Regions from separate parts of the Drosophila melanogaster genome. Here regions 1 and 3 are each linked to region 2. The links are chromatin contacts, called in public Hi-C maps. All regions are on one chromosome and are shown on one strand. The core of a region is the stretch at or near the end of the contact, and the rest is flanking DNA. Distances in the headings are between cores, read along the strand shown. Region 1 holds the start of CG13004. Region 2 holds the start of Ubr1 (Ubr1 ubiquitin ligase). Region 3 holds the start of baz (bazooka).

Region 1 (3,669 bases), core at 675-3,174, 130 kb before region 2:
GGGGCGGGGACTCGTGACCCCCTGTGAAGTGAAAGCTTGGCCAGAAAAAACCGAAAAAAAAAGATTCCTCCACTTGTTCAGCTCGCTTCTTCACTTCTCTATTTCCTGTTTGGTCACGTAGTCAAGTTTTTGACAATAATTGGTGGCCATCGTATATAGGAATAAAAAGTGCCTCGGCTCGTTCTGCTAGTTCTACTTTTATTGTTTGTATTTTTTTTTTTTTTTCACATGCTGGACTGCGCAAGAAGTGGCTATATACAACGATACTATATATAGAAACTAATGATGAAAACATTTAATTTCTGTTGCCTGCTATCAATAAATTTTATTTATCCGCTGTTGCTCTTGACGAATCTTCTCACTCGTTGGTGAAACAAAAACATTTCGAAGTGTGGAAACACTTTGTTTACTTTTTTTTTCTTCCCAAGGAAGGGGATTTCAAAATAAATGGCTTTGTTCTAGCTGCTGATAAGCATTGAAACTGAAAACACCTGTTTTCCAAGCGAAGGGATAGCTCAAAAAGAATTTTTTTTTTTTTGTTGCCAATTTGCATGGTCCACAAAGAGAAGAAAAAGAAGAGCAATGCGAATATGCACACCAGCTGTCTGCCATCCCTTTCACTCCACTGGCTTTTGCCACTTTGTGCATTTTATTTATAGAATTAGAAATCGGGGGGTTACTTGGGGTAAACATGTTTGTCGGCATTTGTTACACTTCGGAAAAGCGACCCACTTGGAAAAGCCTATTTGGGAAAGTTGTGACCTCCATGGTATATAAACGTAGTTTGTAGAATGCTAAATAATGATTGAAATTATGATTATTCTAGGGGAACATCATCTTTGACTAAAAAGCTTTTTTACTTTATGGTAACGCTTTTATATCAAAAAATCTATATTCATGTGCATATACGATCTTTTTTATAAGATTAAAGCATTGTTGTTACAATATTATCGCCTTTTATTACTAGCTTAACTAAACCTTTAGTAGCATATAGGAATTTCTTTGTGTGTACTCACTCGAAAATGCTTTTTGGCCGCCGTGGATCTTCCTCTCTCTTTCTGCTCTCTATCTCACGCACTCTTTTGCTCGTTTCGTTTTTGCAATTCTTCGATTGAATTCTCTTCCTCACATTTGAGGAGCACAAAAAGCCAAACAATAAAAAAAAAAAAACAAACAAAAAGCACTGAAATTCTGTTTTTCCTTCTTTTGTTTTATATTAGCAATTATGCACGCGTTTCAATTGTTTTTCGTGGGGGGATTTTTTGTTTTAAAATTTATTTTTGTTTTGTTTTGTTATGTTGTGATTATTTTGCGGTTGCAAATGAGATCTCGAGATCGTTGGCACAAATAATTGCAGCAAGTTGAATGGACTTCTTTGGGGGGAATTTCGTCTTGGATTGGAATTATCGGTGCTGGCTTTGGGTATACTCGTAGTGCTCCTTCCTGAAGTTTGGATCCTCGCCGCTCTCACAGAAAATCCAGCGCCTGTGCACCATTACAACAAATCTTGGATCGATTCTCTCTCCTTCGCGCAGGATTCGTAATAAAGGATTTGGTTTTGTTTTGGTTTCGGATTAGGATTCGGATTCGGAGACACCACCACCCTCGGATTCCTTTTTTGCCCACTCACTGAACTTTGGAATTGTGGAACACAACGATGCTACTACTACGGACGACCGGTCTACGAGCAGGAACTGCGTTCATATACACATCTTCGATCTCGATCTCGACGTGGAATCTCGATGTCGATGTTGGGTATATAGAAATGGATGTTTGTTATTTTCTGTTTTTCCGTCTTCTGTTCGATGGCCCCCCGCTTCCTCTGTTCGACGGTCTTTATTCGGTAGGGTCTTTATGCTTTTCTTTTCTGAACGGCCTGAGAATTTCGAACCAGAGGCGAAGAATGCTGAGAAGCGACTGGCAGATTGCAAACATCGCTGCCAGCGCCTCGCTTTCCGCTGCCGACGTCGACTGAGGCGGCGGCGTTTGTTATTGCTTTTGTTGCGGCTCGCGAAGATGCTCTCCACTCTCCGCTCTCCAATCTTCGCACCAGAGATGTTGCAACTGCTCGGGAAAAAATATATGTAGTCAATGTAACTGCAAATATAATTTAAAAGATCAAATTATGATACAATTTTTATATGAATATTTCTTATAAACTGAACTTTATGTGACTTTGCAATTGTATTTAAGTGGAGAATCCTTAAAAAACTTTATTTTACTATACTATAGATTGGATTTTTTTTAAATTTAATTATAAGCTTGCATGTATTGCTGAAGATTGCCACACTTTATCGACTTCTTTCTTTAAATACTTTTACAAGACCTTGACGGAAGAAAAGCTAGCAGCGCTGCAAAAATTATCAAACTGCTTAACTTCACGAATATGCTAAGAAAAAGTTTAAAAACTGCCCAAAAACAGAAAGTTATTTTTTAAAACATAACCTAAATGAATTAAATTAAAATATTTTTTAAGTCTTTATTGTTTATTTTAGACACAAAAAAAAGAATTATTTATTGATCATAAAACTTTTCTGTTCAAAATCACAGTGATCGCGTTAGCATCTCTAGGAACATTCGTAGAACTAGTTTGGTTCTCTCATCCTCTCGCAGCTACAATGTGAGCTGTATGAATCGTGACGCGAGTGCCAGTTGAAGACTGTCTTCGCAATTCTTCGCTCCGCCGCTCTCTCTACTGCTGCTGCTCGTTCGCTCATTCTCGATTCTGCGCTCGAGTGCCTGGTGATAAGAGATGCCGTTATCTGATTGCCAATGTGACACATTGAGGCGGCGATGGGCCAACGCTTGTTGTTGTTGTCGCAGCTTTACGATCTGCACACGCACACACAAAAGCACTGATAAGAGTAGACACCTCTTCTGCCGCCTGTCTTTCCACCTTCTGTCTGGAGTCTTCTGCTCTTTCTTCGGTCTTGCGACTTCTGCACGCTTATCTTCCTGCTCCTTTATCTTTATTCGCACATTCTTGGCCTGGCAAGTGGTGAAATCTTCACTTACTGGTATTTATTTGTGTCTTTTCGGATAGTTGGCTCTCAGAAATGTTTATGGGGCTTACCTTGGTCGTGAGCCATTGGATTTAGGATCTCAGCGGGGAGTTTCGGGAATTCACTAAGATGTGAGAAGAGATTACAGATTTTGCGAAGCAGCAGAAGCCACTGCATTAGAAGTTATAAAGTGGTAAATGAAAATATTTTTTTTTATACGAGTACAGCAGATAAAAAAGATTATGCCATAAAAACTATAAGATAAAGGAATCATTTTGCGTATCATTCTGCGTTTGCTTCATGCGTTAAGCAGTAGTTTCATTTAAAAATAGTTCGTTTATAAAAAAAAGATATAGCAGGAATTAAATCTTTACGGTTTGATTTGCAATATTGAGCTAAAACAAGAAGGTACGTCCTAAAGTAGGCTTGACTGTACATTACCTTTTGCCTTATCGGACTAATTTTTTGATCCGTAAAAATTGAACAATAAAACCCGATTGCGTCATCCAAATATTGTTTTCTGTTGTATTGTATTGTACGAGTATTTAATTTAAAATAAATGTGGGTCAATGGATTATCAATGCCCCGAATGAGGCGTCGAATAGACACGATTAGCCTGGATACGAAGCACCGGGTACCGTTACACCGATTAGATTATATCATATAT
Region 2 (3,823 bases), core at 893-3,392:
AATTAGGTGCAAAACGAGTTTGTTTACTTAATTCATTTGTTGCCAGGCCGGGCTTGAGCCATTGTTGGATCAACTTGCAAACACTGGGCCAAAATGAGTGCAGGTAATTTAAAATTGCCACAAAAAATGTCATTCATTTTGAACTTGAATATGAAAATATTTGCTTATGCTAGTATTTAGAGATCTTCTATCTTCTCTGATAGGAATTGAAACATTCGATTGCCCATTTGAAAAAGAGCCTGAATTAATTTTTGTGTTAATTCAATCAGAAGATTTCTCACAGTGTACGATGAGAGTGCATAAAAGGCGAGACAGGTAGAAAACCGAGAAGGTGGCGATTTTCGAGCTGGCAAACTTGAAACTTGGCTGGCCAATTGAAAGGAAAACTTGGCGCAGCAAGGCACGGCGCCGAGGAAAAACAAATTCGCGGAAATGTGAAATAGACGAAACGTGAGAACAGCAACAAAGTCAACAAAAGCGTGCAATTGCTCAATGGCAATAAACAAAAGACGAAAGCAGAACAAAAATAGTACTAAAACACACGGCGAATAATGATAATTCAAGAGCGAGAGTTTTTAATGGGATTCGGCCAACTTTTGACGCCCCATCGATTTGGCATTGTGGTAGTTACCATTATTTGTTTACCATTATTTTTAATCGAAAAAGTGGTGTATCCTATTTGAAAACTTTTTTTTTGAAATTAACCTTTCTTGGAATTGAAAACAATCCGATTGCACTCTTTTCTATTGGATTGATCAATGCCTATATATGTATCATTAATATCTCTATACAGGGTCTGCCTGCGTAATTTTGAGTTCTGATGTATGGGGTCATACCAGAAACTAGCTGTTTCCCGAGCGCAATAAAACTAGTTATTAGATCTTTTAGCCCTTCCCGCAGATTCCTACGATCAAGGATTGTGACTATGACTATGCGATGACTGTGCATCTCGACTCACCTTTAACTGTAGCGCTAGTCTGGTAATCAAAATACTTGGGAGACTCGCGCTTTAAGAACTCGATGATATCGGAGCGGTCTAGTGTGCCCGCCTGGCGCTTGAGGCGCCACTCCTTGAGCGGCGAACTGCACTCGGCAGGGGGCGCCACAACGACGTCCTCCATGTCGTAGCGATCCATCGTTGCTCTCGCTTGCACTCGCACTGTCTCCTCTCTTTTTCTCTTTCCTGGTGAGGATGAGAAAAACAAAATAATTGCAGCGGGGCTGTGTATGTTCGTGTGTGCGATGGGGACGTCTCGCTCTCTATCTTTCTTCCTTTCTCTATCGTCCGTGTGTCCTTGCTATTCCTGCGACAGTAGTTGTTGTTGCTGATGTTGTTGTTGCATTGGTTGTCACATGTGTTTTTTGCGAAAAGCAAAAAAAACGGGATTAGGTTAGGATGCGGGACAACAAAAATGTTCGATTGCGCTCTCGCTCTCATGTCGTAGAAGAATTTTCGATTCTTGTTTTGGAGCACAGACACTTACTTGTTAATAAAGAAATTATATTTTTACAACAGTGTCGAAATTTACAAAAGCTGACAATTCAATCGAGGAAAAATTTGTGTACGAATGGCGAGGAAACACTTAGTGTGCAGCTGTTGCTTTGCACTTTTTCCTTTGTATCAGCCAGTTGTGATTTTTTTTATTTCATTTTTGACAGCAAGCAAAAGCAAAAAAAAAAGAGAGACGGAGCGCATGGCAAAACGCGAGAAACAGTAACTTCAAACACACGCACACACATGCACGGCCACGGGCACTATTTTTGGTTTTATTATATTTTTATAATAATCGTTTATTATCTACAATTTTCCTTTTGGTTGCCTTTACGTGCGCTTAGCACCTTAAAAAAATAGCTTCTCTTTTTCTTTATTTTTCACTTTCTGACAATCACACACACGAACACGCACACCAACTTAAATTCACTCTACTGCGTTTCGCTTTCGTTTTCTTATTTTCCCAAACTTTTGCACGTACCTATTTCTTTTTTTGTTTGGCTCGTGGTGTATTCACGAGCAATTTAGACCTGTGTTGTTAGTTAAATCTACTTATTTCAACTGGCACAACGAAGATTCGTCTGCCAATTTCGTAACCTAAACGCAAAAAAACAAGACTGTCATCGATATAAGCAGGCGTTTTATGTCTGCGTCTATCGGGCAATACGGTACGTCGATATCTGGTCGTGCTAACATCGATAGCATGCGAGCGGTAATAGTGAGTGCACACTACGAAGTTGCTCATCAATCGCTATCGATAAGAAATCCATTTTCCGCCATTCAGTTATGTATATGGTAATTGAAATTGTTTTCCATTTGTCAAAATAAAACTAAAGATGATTTCAAATTGTTTGCCTAATGTACACGCTGTATTTACGTTTAGACACTAATTGCAATAAGCAATAGTACATTTTAGGTAAATGTTGTAGTGAAAAAAACCAAATATATCTAAAAGGGATACAATCAATTAAAGACCCAGATTAATTTAAAAGCCCCGAATGCAAAAAACAACAAAATATCAAAACCAGATTTTTCTATTTAATCTTACATACACACAAAAATGTCTTTATTGTTTCGCTTTTTTGGTTTTTTAGTTGCTTTGGATCGCTTTGTTGGTATACTTGTGTCTGTTTGTTGGAAATACATAGTTTTGTTCGTTTTTTCGCTATATCTATTTGGATTCGGTTCGATTTCGGCTTTGAATACTTTATGCTGAGATGTTGTTTTGAAACCAAATCACTTCGTTCAATACTGTCCAGTTTTGGTCTTTTTTGTGTTAGATGGTGTGGTTTCTGTGCTCAACTAAATAATCAGGCATGCTCCGGTAGTCGTAATTTTGTTTCGATTTCGATTTGGGAAAAATCTTTCGATTTCGTTATTAGGTGCTCCGGTTTTGTAAATAGCATTATTTACAAACAACACTTTTGGCCATCCTCTAGATAAGTTATTGAATTCTTTGATATTGTATCTGCCTGTTTCGTTTCACCAACAATATGGAATTCTTCCCAAAAACACTTGTCGATGTACCTATAACTCCTTGCCAAATCGAAACTTTTTGTTGCCGAAGGCAAAATTCTGTTTGACCAATGTTGAGGTGTGGTCAGAAATAAAATTTTTATAAAATAACTAAGTGGCAAAATGATCTTGTGGTGATGTGAAATAAACATCAATAGACCACTGAGTAAACTATTATTTGCCCTTTTGAAAATAAGATCTGATTTGCTAAAAAAAAAAGGCATTTACTTTTCATTTCGGATAGACAAAAGTGTCCGTTTTACAAATCGAAAACTTTCTTACGATTTCGAAAACCGGAGCACAGATTTTTCAAAATAGTTAAATTTGTACGAATTTGATTACCGGAGCATGCCGGAATATGTGGGTTTTCCATCGTTTCCTTTGTACTTTAGGGAAATGAGTTGTATGTTGCAGTTTGTATTTGTTGTTAGCTTTGCGTTTACATTATTTGGTTCCACGTAGTTAATGGCTTTTTGTCGCTTTGGTAGCTTGGAATACATTAAATTCTGCCTTAGCACAATTACATATATAGTTTTCCTTTAGTTTATTATAGAATTGTTGTTTTAAACATTTATAAATATGCATTTATCGTTTAGTTAAGTTTAACATTCATATTTATTCTCGGGTCTGTTTTTGGGCATTCTCTTCATTTGGTTTAGTTAACTTGGGTTTCAAGTGGCTGCGACCCCCCATCGTGTACAACATTTAAAGCTTGACTATATTGTTTTATTTGGATTTCTTAGTTTTAGTTGGATTCCGGAAGTCGGGGGCCTCTCGTCGGTCCCACTACAATAAAATTTCAATTTCAATTTCGAT
Region 3 (3,457 bases), core at 718-3,217, 190 kb after region 2:
CATGGAACGCCCTTAATCCGCAGGTCATGGTACATGTACTTCAGAGTCTGCAGGCATTTGGTTAGATTCTCGGCGTTGATCTTGCTGTCAAAGACGCTGGGATCGGCGTCAACCAGACGGGCGGCGCAATGAATGTGAAACCGGGCGCACTGCTCCACCAGCTTCACAGCGCCCAGAGAGCATAGCTCCTGCTGGGTGATCTCCTTTCGGATGGACCTCGTGCGATCCCAAACGAAGTGGAACCAATCGCCCATATGGCTTTGCGGATCCTGGCGCTCGCTAATGTCCATGATCTCATGCATTAGATAGCTCATGGTCATGTGCAGGGCAGTCTCATTGCGCAGTTCATGCGGCAGTGGCGTCTCCTGGTCGGCACTGCTGCGCGAGTACTGCTTCAGGGCTCTTTCGTGACAGATTAGCTCATCGGAGCCCGGTTGTAGTTCATAGTAGGCTACCTGGCGCTGGAATTCTCTCAGCACGCGCTCCTTTTCCGGACACATATCGGCGCAGTGACCCTGGGTGGCACCGGACAGCTTGTGTTGCGTTCGGTTCAACCGGAGCAGCTTATCGCGGGCATCCAGCACGCTGAACTTCTCCTCGCTTGTATGGGCGGGTCTGCGCATCATGTTCTCAAGATCCCTGAGCTGGGCAGGCGTACGATCTCTGCTCACCGGCGCCGTTGCGGGCCCAACTGGTATGGCAGGCAGCATTGAACTGCCACCGCTACCACTGCTGCCATTTTGTGGTTTTTTTATCGGCTTGCCCGACCCATACTCATTGCGCCAGCCCGACTGCAGTGCACTCAACTCCGCCTGAATGTCAGGATCCACCCACTCCTCCGTTTTCTGTGCCGGCGCCGTCTCGTTATCAGCATAGGATATATCAAACAGGTGACCCTGAAAGCTGGCGCCATCGAGAAGCGCCCGCGCCGCCTCGTCCTCGCTGGCATAGCTTACGGTGCAGGTCATTCGCCGCGGACGCAGGACGAAGTTTACGAGGGTTCCAAAACGTCCAAAGTGCGAACGCGCCACATATTTGTCCAAAAATAGCTCCGGAATGTTTCTGCATCTGGGGATTCGTATGGAACTATAGTTGACATCGCTCTGCCTTTGATGAACGAACTTTTACTCACAATAATGTCTTGTAGTTGTAGCCGCCGGGACGGGGTTCTGCCATCGATCGAATATAGTTTAAGGTTTTTAGTTTCTTTTTTAGCTGAATGAGAGCGAATGTGTGCTTTGTTGTTACAATATTGCCGTCAAGCGATTGCCGGTAATCGATAACGCAAATCTGAAAATGGCGCGAAAAAAATACCGCAATGGCTATCCCACCCACACAATATCGTTCAGGTTTAATTGAAAATTTTAATGTTTTACATTCGAGATGAATGTATTTGCCTAATAAATAAAATGTTAACAGGAGTTGGTAAACATATATTCTTAGGAAATTAGGAAATGCTTGGGGCGTTCCTTAAACTGTTGAATGAAATCGAACATCTTCTTATATTATCTTATATATATATGAATATATATATAGGTGTAGCAATCTTTTTAAGTTCTTTTTATTCTCTTTTAAGCTCTCGATTCAAACTCCTCGATCTTGATAACACTATCTGTCGTTCTTAGGACTATACAATTAATCCTATCGAAATTGGTTGTTCCTAGTATTTTATATTTATACATAGCTTACATAAGAAATATTTTCATCTTTACACTTTAATATTTTAAGACGATTAATTACCTCTTAATCAATATCTCTATTTAATAGGCTGACTTATATAAAGCAATGCAAATTCAATAAAACTTATTGCAGAATTAGATGGCATTTAGCCCAATCCCTGATTTTAAAATAAGCGGGAGATAACGAGCAGTAGTGTGACCGCCCAGTAAAGTATAACCAAATACCGCGAAGAAGCCAAGCTGCTGTTCCGATAGTATCGATGAGCCTGCCATCCCCAGAATTTTGGTCATTTGTTGTTGCTCGCCAGGGCGAATTCGAACTCGAAGCGCAGTAATCAACGCGCTGCTCGTGGATTTTTTTTGCATTTTTTTGAGTTCAAATAGTTCGTTAATAAGAGTGGCGGTCAACGATACTATTCCACTTGCAATCGAAATATGAATAGTTGAAAGTGATAAACAACAAGAAAGAAGCGACGCCAACGGGCGAAAAAGGAGATAACCGAAAACGAAAAACACGACAAAAGCAACGTTAAAAGAGAGTAACAGAAAAGATATAAAAACGATGATCGAACCGTAAATTTAAAACCATGCAATCTACAGCGCATAATATATAATAATTTGACCAAAACAAATGCCAAGTTTGCGAGCGAGAGCGAAGAACGTTAAAAAAAGAAGTAAATAAATGATCTTGGCCCGCTGTTTGTTGTTCTTGTTATTATGGTTGCCGTTGTTGTAACTCGTTTTTTTTAATGCGCGCGTGTATGAATCACACAAACACAACAAAACAAACAATAACAACGATGCCTTACGGTGAAATATGCTAAGTAAATAGCAAAAGAGAGTTCCAGTTTCCAGAGAGCGACAGAGAGGGAGAGCGCGCGAGAGCGACTACAAGTACATACTGGAAAGCGATCCCGATCCTTTTTCCAGGCACGCAGCCATCTCGCTCGCACCCATGCCGCCCTAGACCAACTTTTGTTGCAGCTGCCTAACAACCAACAATACAGCAACAACAAGCGCACTGTGCACGCGAAAGGAGCAACAAGGATGGCGATAGCTGGAAAGCGACGACGATGATGATGATGCGGTCGTAACAACAACAGCAACAAGAACAACAAAAAGCTGCTGCAGGCAGACGAGCATAGCGTTAAAAAAAAGTAGCTGCATACAAAATAGTAATAGGAAAAAATCCGAAAAATTCGAGAAAAAAATAAGTTAAAGAAACGATCGCCCAATTTAATCAAGTGCATATATGTGTGTGCAAAATAAAAAGTGCATTGCAGCAGTCAAAAATACATACTTATTATCGCAGATCGAAGACGATAATAGTTATTGTTAACACGAAAAGTACGAAATGAAGGTCACCGTCTGCTTCGGCGACGTTCGCATTCTGGTTCCCTGTGGTTCCGGCGAACTCCTCGTCCGCGATCTCGTCAAGGAGGCCACGCGACGCTACATCAAGGCGGCCGGCAAGGTAAGGGGATATACCTGATATATATGATATAGTATTATAAAGTATTACTTTACCCATCGATAGTAATTTTGATGGATAACACTTCTGGAGTTACGGGAGGTACTATGTAACTGATATAATAAATACATTAATTATAAAGAAGGTTATCTCAAAATATATTATATATACATACAAAGGACATTTACTTCATACATATGTATGACTTATAAAAATACCAATGGATTCCAATATTATACTAATTTTCTTTAATTGTATCATTATTATATTCATACAAAAAAAACCCAATTAACTTAGAATTCTAGAC

What was found. A called contact is a pair of places that touch in the nucleus more often than the background predicts.
Region 1: a Hi-C map of the Kc167 cell line shows a contact between it and region 2, with 1.9 times the contacts expected there. The contact joins the promoter of CG13004 here to the promoter of Ubr1 in region 2. A contact is called at or near these places in 6 of 107 Hi-C or Micro-C datasets (the D17-c3 cell line, the Kc167 cell line, the S2 cell line and 1 more).
Region 3: a Hi-C map of the Kc167 cell line shows a contact between it and region 2, with 1.9 times the contacts expected there. The contact joins the promoter of baz here to the promoter of Ubr1 in region 2. A contact is called at or near these places in 5 of 107 Hi-C or Micro-C datasets (the D17-c3 cell line, the Kc167 cell line, the OSC cell line and 2 more).

Annotation. Positions count from the first base shown.
Region 1 is chrX:16,833,596-16,837,264 of dm6, forward strand. It overlaps CG13004, which reads right to left and starts at 1,925. Exons shown (of 4, transcript NM_001258792.2): 1 at 1,017-1,925. It overlaps CG46306, which reads right to left and starts at 1,925. Exons shown (of 3, transcript NM_001347784.1): 1 at 1,017-1,925. The coding sequence starts at 1,496. The coding sequence ends at 1,404.
Region 2 is chrX:16,966,537-16,970,359 of dm6, forward strand. It overlaps Ubr1 (Ubr1 ubiquitin ligase), which reads right to left and starts at 2,143. Exons shown (of 11, transcript NM_001298427.1): 1 at 1,974-2,143; 2 at 959-1,325. The coding sequence starts at 1,136. It overlaps CG45002, which reads right to left. Exons shown (of 10, transcript NM_001298429.1): 10 at 2,533-3,823.
Region 3 is chrX:17,158,039-17,161,495 of dm6, forward strand. It overlaps baz (bazooka), which reads left to right and starts at 1,968. Exons shown (of 8, transcript NM_001347807.1): 1 at 1,968-3,153. The coding sequence starts at 3,034. xmas (xmas,) reads right to left here and starts at 1,268. Exons shown (of 5, transcript NM_001370033.1): 1 at 1,133-1,268; 2 at 1-1,068. The coding sequence starts at 1,176.